Linked DNA regions of Delphinus delphis: region 1 is linked to region 2. A link is a contact called in public Hi-C data. All regions are on one chromosome and are shown on one strand. The core of a region is the stretch at or near the end of the contact, and the rest is flanking DNA. Distances in the headings are between cores, read along the strand shown. Region 1 holds the start of DDX20 (DEAD-box helicase 20). Region 2 holds the start of ATP5PB (ATP synthase peripheral stalk-membrane subunit b).

Region 1 (4,943 bases), core at 1,125-3,624, 280 kb after region 2:
GAAGAGATGTTTGCAGATTGAATGCAAATAATAAGGTTGCCTACCCTTTGTTGCTTTGAGGATCAAATGAGAAAAAGTGGCTATAAAAATCTTAGTGCCTTCCCTTCTTTCCACATAGTCCCACGGATCCTCACATTCGAGGGGGGCCACCTTACGTCTATGTTTTTGTTTACATTATTTTCCTTTCCTCTGGGTGCAGAAACTTCCATTGTGAAATCATTGCCTGGGACCATTTGAACCTGAAAATCCATTCCGAGTCTACCTTTTACTCCCACTTCTTCAATTCACAGGAATCCTTCCCCCCTCTACCTTCCAGGTACATAAGGTGAGGAAAGATTTTCCAAGTAGACAGAACAGCATACAAAGAGGCTGGGGTCCCATTGTGATTTTATCCTGAAGGAGGCCAGCAGGCAGACAACAGTCCAACTGGTTTCTGCGTATGTTACTCTCATACCTTACCTGGTTATTAAATGATCTCTTACCTTTATGTTTTATTTTTATGGCACTAAAAATTACGACCAACAGCAAGCATTATTACACTTTTTAACTACTGAGGAAAAAAATTGTATTGATTTGTTTTTAGCTATAGCAATATAATTTATGACTAGTAACATAACTGCAATATTTGGGCAGGGGAACCATTCAGGAGGTTGTTGTGATAGTTAGGACCTAAAAGGTCCTAAAATAGGACCCTTAAAAGGGACCTAAAATAGGACAGATGCTATGGAGACTGGAGAAGAAATATGGATGCAATATTTGGAAGCAAAATTACTTGCCCTCAAGTAATTGTTAGAAAGGGGAAGGATTTCCCTGGCGGTCCAGTGGTTAGGTCAGTGCTTTCACTGTCTGCCATGGCCCCGGATTCAATCCCTGGTCAATCCAAATCCCCCCCTCCCCCAAAAAAAAGAAAGGGGAGAGGGATAATGGAAGGTGGAATCAAGAATAATTAATTCCCAGGTTTGGGATTTAGGGATTAAGTGGATGAAAGAGGTGGGGTAGGTACTAAGAGGAAGTCTGGAACCTTTACTGCCCACTCCCAACAGGCCCCCTTCTTTCATATGAACAGTTGACATTTTCTCAATGTTTTGTAAATTTATAAGAAAAATGCATCTGAGAATACCTTTCCAGTGGGATTACCTTGCCAAAGTCCTCCTACCTCCTTTGGAATCTGCATCATCACCGTGTGTGTGTGTGTGTGTGTGTGTGTGTGTGTGTGTGTGTGTGTAGGGAAGTGTGAGGCTGGTGAGAGATAACGACCAGAATTATGATATAATCTTTAGATTTGTAATTGTGAATATTAGGTTCCAAAAATACTTAATTTGGAGTTACGACTCAGACTTTTTATAGGAGCTCATTTATTCAATAAATATTGAGCACTTACTCTGTGTTAGATTGTTTTTTCCGATTAGGCATACTGCAGAGAACAAAAGAGAATAGGTCCCTGTCCTCAGAGAGTGGGGGAGACAGACAATAAACATATGATTTCATCTAGTGATAAGCAGAAAAATAAAGCAGAATAAGGGAATAGAGAGTGATGGGAAAGGCTGGGGAGCTGCCAGGATGGGGGAGCTATCTCAGAGTGTTCAGGAAAGTCCTCTTTGAAAAGGTCGTATTTGAGCAGAGACCTAAAATAAAGTGGTAAAGACTGCTGTCATCCATGAGATGGTGGTGGGGAGGGATAGGAGCAACACATAGAAAATGTTAAATTTGAGCTATTAGACATAAAGTGGAAGTGTTGAAAAGGGAGATGGATGTACAAGTCTGGAGTTCAGAGGAGGGTCGGAGGTGTAGATACTAATGTGGGAGTTGTCAGTTCAGTTGCTGGTTCCAATTCGATTTGCTTTTATCAGAGCTCAGCGTGTGCCAGGTACTGTGCTAGGGGCTGGGAACGCAGAGATGAAAGCACACAGATATATACCTGGCAACGTGGTCAATCCTAAATCTCGCTGTACTTCGGGCGCTCTCTGCGAGCACAGGAGGAGGCAGCGAGTTGGGGCGGGACACGGTGGGGAGCCGGAGGAGTTGACCGCCGAGCCGAAGCCCGGAGGCTGGGAGCGTGACGCACTGGGCTCTTCACAAAGGCAGCATTGTGAGGTCAGCAACGCGGGCGCAGGGCGGGGCAGTGCTCCCACCGTGAGCGCGCGGCGCCCTCTGTAGGCCGCAGGCGGCGACACACCGGTAGCCTCAGCTTTCCTCCCCTCCCTTTTCCCGCCTTCCTCAGGCCACGTTTTTTTTGTTGTTATAGCTGTTTCCGAGTCCTTCTAAGCCTCCGACTTCCGTCCCTTACCCCTCCTCTTCGAGGCCGGGAGTGTCAGTGTCTTCGCAGGAAGACTGCCAATAAAGTTTTTCCTCTTCTTGTTCTCAGGCTCCACGCCTCTCCCCAAGTACCGCGAGATCCGGCGGCGCGGCTAGCATGGCGACGGCTTTTGAAGGCTCGGCGGCCTTAAAGACCGTGGAGAGCACTATGCCGGCGGAGCGCGTGGCTGCGCAGTTCGCGGCCCCGGAGCCAGCCACCCGGCCAGTGCGGAGTCTGCGGACGGCTCATGACATCAACAGTCCGCGGACCCGCACCGGGGACGTGCTGCTGGCGGAGCCGGGGGACTTCGAGTCGCTGCTGCTGTCGCGGCCGGTGGTGGAGGGGCTGCGGGCGGTTGGCTTCGAGCGGCCGTCGCCCGTGCAGCTCAAGGCCATACCGCTGGGGCGGTGCGGACTTGGTGAGGGCTGGGGCCCTGGAGGGGCCGGGAGGGCCACAGGAGGGGGCGGCGGCGGCGGCGGCGGCGGCCAAGCCCGTGGCGAGGGCCGGGAAGGGCCCAGAGCGGCCGTCTTGCAGGGCTCGGCCCGGGGCAAGACGCCGCACGCACGCGAGCCTCAGTTTCCTCCTCTGTCAAACGGAGGCGCAGTATTGAATTTGGAGATAGTTGAGGTCCATTCCACGCTGTCAAGTGGTTCTACGTTTGGGAATATAAACGGCAGGAAAGATCTCAGATGAGATCAGCCTGGATTAGGGTAGGCCCTAAATCCAGTGACAAGAGTCCTTATAAGAGCAGGGAGAAAGGCAGAGAAGAAAGCCATGTGAAAATGGAGGCAGAGATTGGAATTACACAACTCCAAGCCAAGAAATGTCTCAGCCGTCAGAAGCTGGAAGAGACGGGAAGGATTGTACCATAGAGCCGTAGGAGGGAATGTGGCCCGGCTGATACCTTGATTTCATATTTCTGGCCTCCAAAACTTTGAGAAAATAAATTTCTGCTTTCTAAGCCAAAAAAAGAAGAGAAACGGTGGAGGTTCAGGGAGGAGGCCTGTTTCTGGATATGGCCGCATGCTTGTTTTAGAGTTAACTTAAAAACGAAGGTGGTTAAGGATGTGATCTCTGGAGGCCTGTCTAGTTCTGGAATTTCATGTTGGTACCTAAGCTTCTTCAGTCAGTCCTGGCTAATGATAATTTTTTTTTTCCTCTCCAGATTTAATTGTTCAAGCTAAGTCTGGCACTGGGAAAACCTGTGTATTCTCCACCATTGCTTTGGACTCTCTTGTTCTTGAAAACCTAAGTACCCAGGTGAGTTTAGCTCAGAGGACCCAAGGAGGGTATGTTATGTGGATTTCCTACAGGTCAGATGAAATACCAGTAGCTCCTCAGAGGTAGAAGTGAATGATTGTGTTAAGACATATGAAAAGTATACAAGTAAAGTAGATACTTAGGCTGATGAGTGGTGTTGGTGTGGTTAGTGACCAAATACACATTATTAGTGTTAGAAGTTTAGAGATTTCTGTTATTACTGCGTGTTAAATAAAATAAGTCTGCCATGTGTGTCAATTTTGTCATTACTTGAGAATACAGATAGGGATTTTTTATTCTTTTATTTGCTCACTAGATTGTGGTGAGGTTTAGCATTTGACCTGATTCGTGGTAATGAGGTGTTTGGCTATGGTAGGTAACTGCATGTGGTTCTTACAGTGAATGTATTATACTGATCTCCCACCTTCTGGGTTCTCTCAGAGTAGGGTCTAAGAGGGCCTTACCCAAATTAACAGGAGATTTGGGTTTGGAGATCATTTCTTCAGCAAAGATTTGTTGAGCCCATGTTATGTTTAAACAGTATGCCAGGCATTGGGGATATAAAGATGAATCAGGTATGACCCTCATAGTCTTACTTTGTGGTTTAGTAGTTACAGCAGGCTGTATTTCAAGTTCTCAGTCATGTATATCTGATGATGACTCTTCAACAGTGTTTTTTAACCCAGATATGAGTATCTGGGTTAAAAAACACTGTAAAGCTTTTTGAGTCCTGCCTTATGTATTTATTCTACCGACTTGTTAAAGGTATATTTTATGTGTTTTTTAGATTTTGATCTTGGCTCCTACAAGAGAAATTGCTGTACAGATACATTCTGTTATCACAGCCATTGGAATAAAAATGGAAGGCTTAGAGTGTCATGTGTTTATCGGAGGGACTCCATTATCACAAGACAAAACCAGACTTAAAAAGTGTCATATTGCTGTTGGTTCTCCTGGTAAGATATCAATGCTTGTTAATAACTGGGGCTTTTAAGTAACTGAACACTTCTATACAGCAATAAGAATATGGCAATCTTTGATAATTATGGTAATTATTTTGAGGATTAAAAATGAAGAGCATTAGATTAGTGACATATAAACACATGACTGGATTACCAACAGGATTTATGAAATTTCTGTTTCTAAGGATGTTTAAGAACAAGTATGGGATAGGCTTCTGAGCAGAAGAGGAATGAGATGATTTCAGAAAGCCCTTCTAAGCCATGGATTGGGATTATTCTTTGCTTCAGTGTTAGTCCTTCGGTCATGAGTCACTCAGAATCATAATCTAGCATTCAGTGCCTTACAAGTCTTTTGACAGGAAGTGTTTATTTTCCATACGTATTGGTGATGAAATGTGAGGGAAAAAATAATGGATTTAGGGAAG
Region 2 (5,505 bases), core at 584-3,083:
TAATTTAATGAGGCTAATATGATGCTAAAGACACCCAAAGGAGGCCCAGAAACAGGAGCGATGAGAGGAGGGACCCACCAAAAGTCTTTGCTACCACTGACAGCTTGCATGCCAGAGCTTAGGACACTGACTGTAGACACGATGTCATCGTGCTCATACTTGCAGAACTTGCTGACAATTAGTGTCTCATTCTCATCCAGCTCCCACAATTCAACAGCACCTGTTGGGGGTGGGGAGTAGGGTGAGGGAAACAAGCTTGGATTATGCCAAGACAGAAATTCGCTTCTAGGATTCTAAGCTCTCAGGAGACAAGGAGGAAATCTCCCCAATGATCTGAGTAGCACACAGGCCGTATGGTTAAATATTCCCAGTTATTTGGACACTAAAGTATTTGTTGAACAATTTGAATAAATGTCTTAGAGTCATAAAAATATGTTGAATAACATAAAAATATGTTGTACAGTGACTAAGTATAGAAAATCATCAGACAGCTGCCCTGAATATAGAGTGTTCAAGCTCAATCGCCAGAGAGGCTCAATCTTTAATGTCCCACACTTATCCTTCCATGCAATGCCTGCCAACGTCCATATTCTGATTTCTTTTTTTTTTAATGTCAAAGCCTCCATTGCTGAGACTGACATTCAAGGCAAAGAAAGCAGAATAAAGGCATTTAAGAATAAAATGGGAAGAAATGGAAAGAGCACAGATTGGCCTCGGCATCATCTTTAAGATCAAGATTATCCTTGGTTTGGGGTTGGGTGGATACAGAGAAGAAAAATAGTTCCAATTAATTTCTTAATTTTGTTATGGATTATACTAGGAATTTCCACCAAACAATTTAGAATCTTGGGGAAGGTATTTCCTACCTACACAGTTACTCTCCTTCGGGACCAACACCCTCAAGCTCCCCCAAGCACTGAGTATGGGATTTTAAAAATTGAGCACAGCCCGACCTATACCCATGGCCTCCATCCCACCTGTAAGGTTGAGGAGAAAGTGACTCACCTGAATCGGAAGCCACTAGGATACCTCTGTCCCCTACCCAAGTGAGGTCAGCCACTCCGGCCTCCGTCTGGACTCCAGCGGAGCAGAAACCTTCGTTGGGGGCGGCACAAGGGTCCTTGAAAAGCCAGAGGGAGCCAGCCCAGCAGCGGCCACTCAGGCTAGAAGCCCCGAGCAGAAGCGCCCCATCTAAGGGAGATACAAGTTGTCAGCGCGTGAGGAGTGGAAGGGCTAATCTCCCTGGTGACCGCCCAGCAGCCAGCTGGCCGGGTCTGGATCGGAGCCCAGGAACGCCGAGCACGGCTGGGGACTGAGCTCAGCGACGCGAGGCAGGGGTGAGGATGGCATGCGGGGTAAGCGGGGGGCTGGGGGAAGGCTGGAAGGTTTAGTCCCGGGAAAGGGCATTCGGGGTGGGGTGAGGGAACTCCCAGACCCAGGACCTAGGCTCACCCGACCGGTACCGCGCAGCCTCCAATTGCCGCTCCATACAGGCTGGTGCATTAGGGGGAAGGTTCCACTCCCGGGCCTCCGGGGGCACTAGCGGGGGCGGGGTTTCCTTCCGCATCTCCACGATTCCAACTCCAACCTAGACCCAAACTGGACGCCCGTCGGAGACTCAGCTCCGCGAGCCACCACGTGGCCCCGCTATAGGCCTCCGCCCCTCCGGCCAGGCTACAGCCTCTCTACATCTCGCGAGAATTGCTTCTACGATTCCATTCCCGTTTCCAGCGAGCAACCTCTTGCCGCGGGCTCTCAGTGCCCTGTGCTTCTTATCGCAAAAAAAAAAAAAAAAAAAAAAAAAAAAAAAAAGACCGGAAGTTGATGAAAAGGGCACGATGTTCTCTTCTCGCGAGACTTGTGAGCGACCATCTTGTTTCTGCCCCTGACAGAGTCTCCTGTAGCGGTCACTGGGGCGCGAAGACTGTTGTGTGGACGCTATCTGACAATGTTGTCCCGGGTGGTACTTTCTGCCGCCACCGCAGCAGGTGAGAGGTGCAGACCCTAGTCCAGGCTAGCAGAGTGATTGCAAACCAGCGCGTCTAGGGCTACTTGGAGCGGGTGGGAGGAAAGGGGATGAAAGGCGCGGCGGGATTTGGGCCTGCGTGGAGAGTTGATTAGTGCCGCTCAGAAGGAGAGTGTGGGGTCTCGGGGGATAGGAATGGGGGACGCATGGCCTTAGTGATTGGGCTCCGCGGGGACCGAGGAAGGGGCAAACCAGATTTCACGGTGACCTTGCTAACCTGTGCCTTGTGTATTTCTAGCTCCCTCTCTGAAGAACGCAGCCCTCCTCGGTCCAGGGTAAGTGTAAGGGGTGTAATACTCCCTTTTGTCCGTGTTTTATCACCTATTTCACTTCTGGGTAATCTGTTCTTACCTTTGGGCCGGTAATTACCTTTCTTTAGGTTATTTTGGAACGCTTCAAGTCTCATTCAAACATGTGTGCTCCTGTTACTGCCTGGAACACCGTTGTGTCACTTAATGTGTTCTAACTAAACTAGAAACTGGTTTTGGTGTCCCCTAAGCCCCGCCCCTCTCCCTTGTGACCTTCAGCTAGCCACAGCTGCGGCATCTCTAGTCGGGGTTACTAGATTGCATACCCTAGGACAAGTTTTGTTAAATAAAACAGTGAAGCATATTGTTTTTAATCTGCCTCCCAGATTCCAACTTTTACTGTCAGGTCAGAGAAATTATTCGTCGTTTCAGTAGATATTTATCTTGCCACGCACGTAACCGAACGTAAAAAAAATGAGTAAGGTTAAGTACCTGCCTTCGTGGACCTCACGCACAGTCTACCAGAGGAGGCAGCTATAAAATGGTAGTTTACAGCGAGGATTCCAAAGCTGAAAGAGGGTACACCGGGCTCCTCCACTTACAAGTGGGACCTTACTGTGGGACCTTAATTTCCCCTTGTGCAAAATAGAATAGTACATTATGGATTGTGAAAATTAAGGGAATTAATTCCTGGGAACCCTAAAAACAGTGCTTGGTACATAGTATGTGCTTAGTAAATATTAGAAGGTGTTACTGATATTTCATAAAACGTCAGTTTTCTTTGGGATTTCTCTTTTTACTTCCAGACTTAGTCCTAAATCTTGAAAAATTTGATAACAATCCTGTAGCTTGAAAAAGTGGCTTTGGTTTATCTGTAATTTTTTGTATAAGCAATAAAGTGAGGCTATAATTGGCTGCTTCCAACTTCTCAGAGAAGAAAGATTCCATATAGACAAGTAAATAATTGTAATATAGATAATAAATACATATACAAAATGCAAGGAACATCCTTGATTTCTCTTTCACATTTCATGTCTAATGCATTAGTAAGGCTCTTTCTCCAGATGATATCCAGACTCTGACCACTTCTTCCACTACTACTGCTACTGGAGTGTGAACCACCATCACGTTTCACCTAGGCTATTTCAGTTGTCTCCTAACTAGTCTCCTTGAATCTATATTCTTGTCCCATTACAGGCCATCCTCACAATAGCCACAGGGATTCTGTCAGTCCCCCCACCCTTCCCCTGCAGAACCCTCTAGAGCTGCCCATCCCACTTGAAATCAAATCCAAACTTACCTTAACACAGAAAGTTCAACATGGGTTGACCCCATCCTACCTCTTGATTTACCTTCTTACATTCTCTTTTAAGCTCATTCTCTAGCCTTACTGGCCTTCTTGCTATTCCTCTGAAAACTGCCAAGCTTATTGTTGCCTCAGGACCTTTGTAGTTGCTCTTCTCTCTTTTCCCCAGGTCATTGGCTCAAATGTCATCTGATCTACCAAAAAAGCCTTTCCCTCACTCCGTTGCTCCTTAGCCCCTTCCTTCACCTGTTTTTCTTCATGGCACTTAAAACTGTCTGAAATTGTGTATGGACCTATACACTCAACACTTCCCAAACCCCTACTAGAATGTCAGAGGCTGGGACTTTGTCTGCTTATTGTTAAACTCCCGGTGCCTAATACAAGCAGAAAGTCAGTAAATGTTTTGTTGAGTGAGTAATTGTCAACCCAAGATTGGAAGGCCTTTATAAAGGATATACTCAAGATGTTCTGAAGGCTGGTTGGTCTTGGCACTCATTAAGTGAAAGGTATACCAGGCAGAAGGAGCAGCATGAGGGTTTTTTTGTTTTTTTTGTTTGTTTGTTTTTGAAAGCTGTAAGTAGTTCCATATGGCTGGAGAGCAGGAGAATGAAGGAAGATGAGGATATAAAATTTGACAGGTGCTGAATCACGTATCCTGTATTAAGTAGTTTGTTTTCTGTGGGCAGGAGAGAGCCTGTTGAAGAGTTTTAAAGTCAAATTTGCATTTTAAAAACTTTCAAAGCAGCAGGGAGGGGGCTAGGTTCAAGGGGTATTTGAGGAAGAGCCAAGAGAACAGATTTTGGGTTACTTACTTGTTTAGGCAGGAGTAGATGAGGGCTTGACGTGAGACAGCCAGTTAGGGAGAGGATTTGTGTTCCCCTAAAGCAAGTTCTTTAGTGCTATGATTTAAGTCAGTGGTTCTCAACCTGGGGCAGTTTTGCCCTCCAAGGGACTTTTGGCAATGTCTGGAGACACTTTTTGGTTGTCACCACTGGGTAGGAGGGGGGATGCTACTGGCATCTGGTGTACAAAGGCCACAGGGATTCTCCTAATTATTCTAAGTGCACAGAACAGCCTTCCACAACAAAGAGTTGTCAGTAGTTGAAAATGTCAGTAGTGCTGAGGTTTAGAAACCCTGATTAAAATGAAAGAATCTTGAGCATGATTCTCAGATTTCAAAAGTTGGTGAGGTAACTCAATACATTGGGAAGCAGAAATAATATTCAAAAGACAGGCAGTGAACAATAATCAATGAAATAATGTAAACTCTTACATTGCAAGGAGATAAGAGAGAGGGGAGGGGAGGGACAAAAACATACTTAGAATTTGAAGGGGATTTAGCTCGACAGCAGATATGAAAAGGCTAGAGGATTTTATTTCATCAGAATCCTATGTAGCAGTATGCTGTAACTGCTACAGATACAATCTTAGGCTACTTTAAAGATCAGAATAGTTCGCAGATCCATGATAATAGTACAGTGGTTCAAGCCCAGCGATGGCAATAGCAAGTTCTCAATATGTATTGATATTTGTAGGATGAATGAATCAGTCAAGCTATATTTCAGTTCAGTATTGTGTTCAGTTCTGTATACTTCATTTTTGTAAACAAAACCAGTTTGCTGCTTGTGGACAGTCAGGATTGTGAAGGAACTGAGATGTTTAACCCAGATACATGAGTGTTAACTTACATAGAAGAATAATATTAGAACCAATGGATAGAGGTTTCAAGGATGTATGTAGCAGTTCAATTCAAAGGATGATCATAGTTAGAGCTATCCAACACTGAAAAAGCATGTTTCACTTAGTGGTTATTTAGCACCCCAATACAGAGAATATTCAGAAAGGTCAAAGTTCTTGCCATCAGGGAGCTCACAGCACAGTGGACATGTAATAGCTAACCGCTTACATAAAACTTTACCATATGC

The links. A called contact is a pair of places that touch in the nucleus more often than the background predicts.
Region 1: a contact with region 2 is called in a Hi-C map of lung, with 7 times the contacts expected there. The contact joins the promoter of DDX20 here to the promoter of ATP5PB in region 2. A contact is called at or near these places in 2 of 3 Hi-C or Micro-C datasets (lung and muscle).

Annotation. Positions count from the first base shown.
Region 1 is chr1:97,725,379-97,730,321 of mDelDel1.2, forward strand. DDX20 (DEAD-box helicase 20) reads left to right here and starts at 2,375. Exons shown (of 11, transcript XM_060027294.1): 1 at 2,375-2,714; 2 at 3,462-3,556; 3 at 4,344-4,512. The coding sequence starts at 2,414.
Region 2 is chr1:97,450,340-97,455,844 of mDelDel1.2, forward strand. It overlaps ATP5PB (ATP synthase peripheral stalk-membrane subunit b), which reads left to right and starts at 1,834. Exons shown (of 7, transcript XM_060027229.1): 1 at 1,834-1,988; 2 at 2,265-2,301. The coding sequence starts at 1,949. WDR77 (WD repeat domain 77) reads right to left here. Exons shown (of 11, transcript XM_060027217.1): 2 at 1,453-1,599; 3 at 1,006-1,191; 4 at 79-220. The coding sequence starts at 1,567.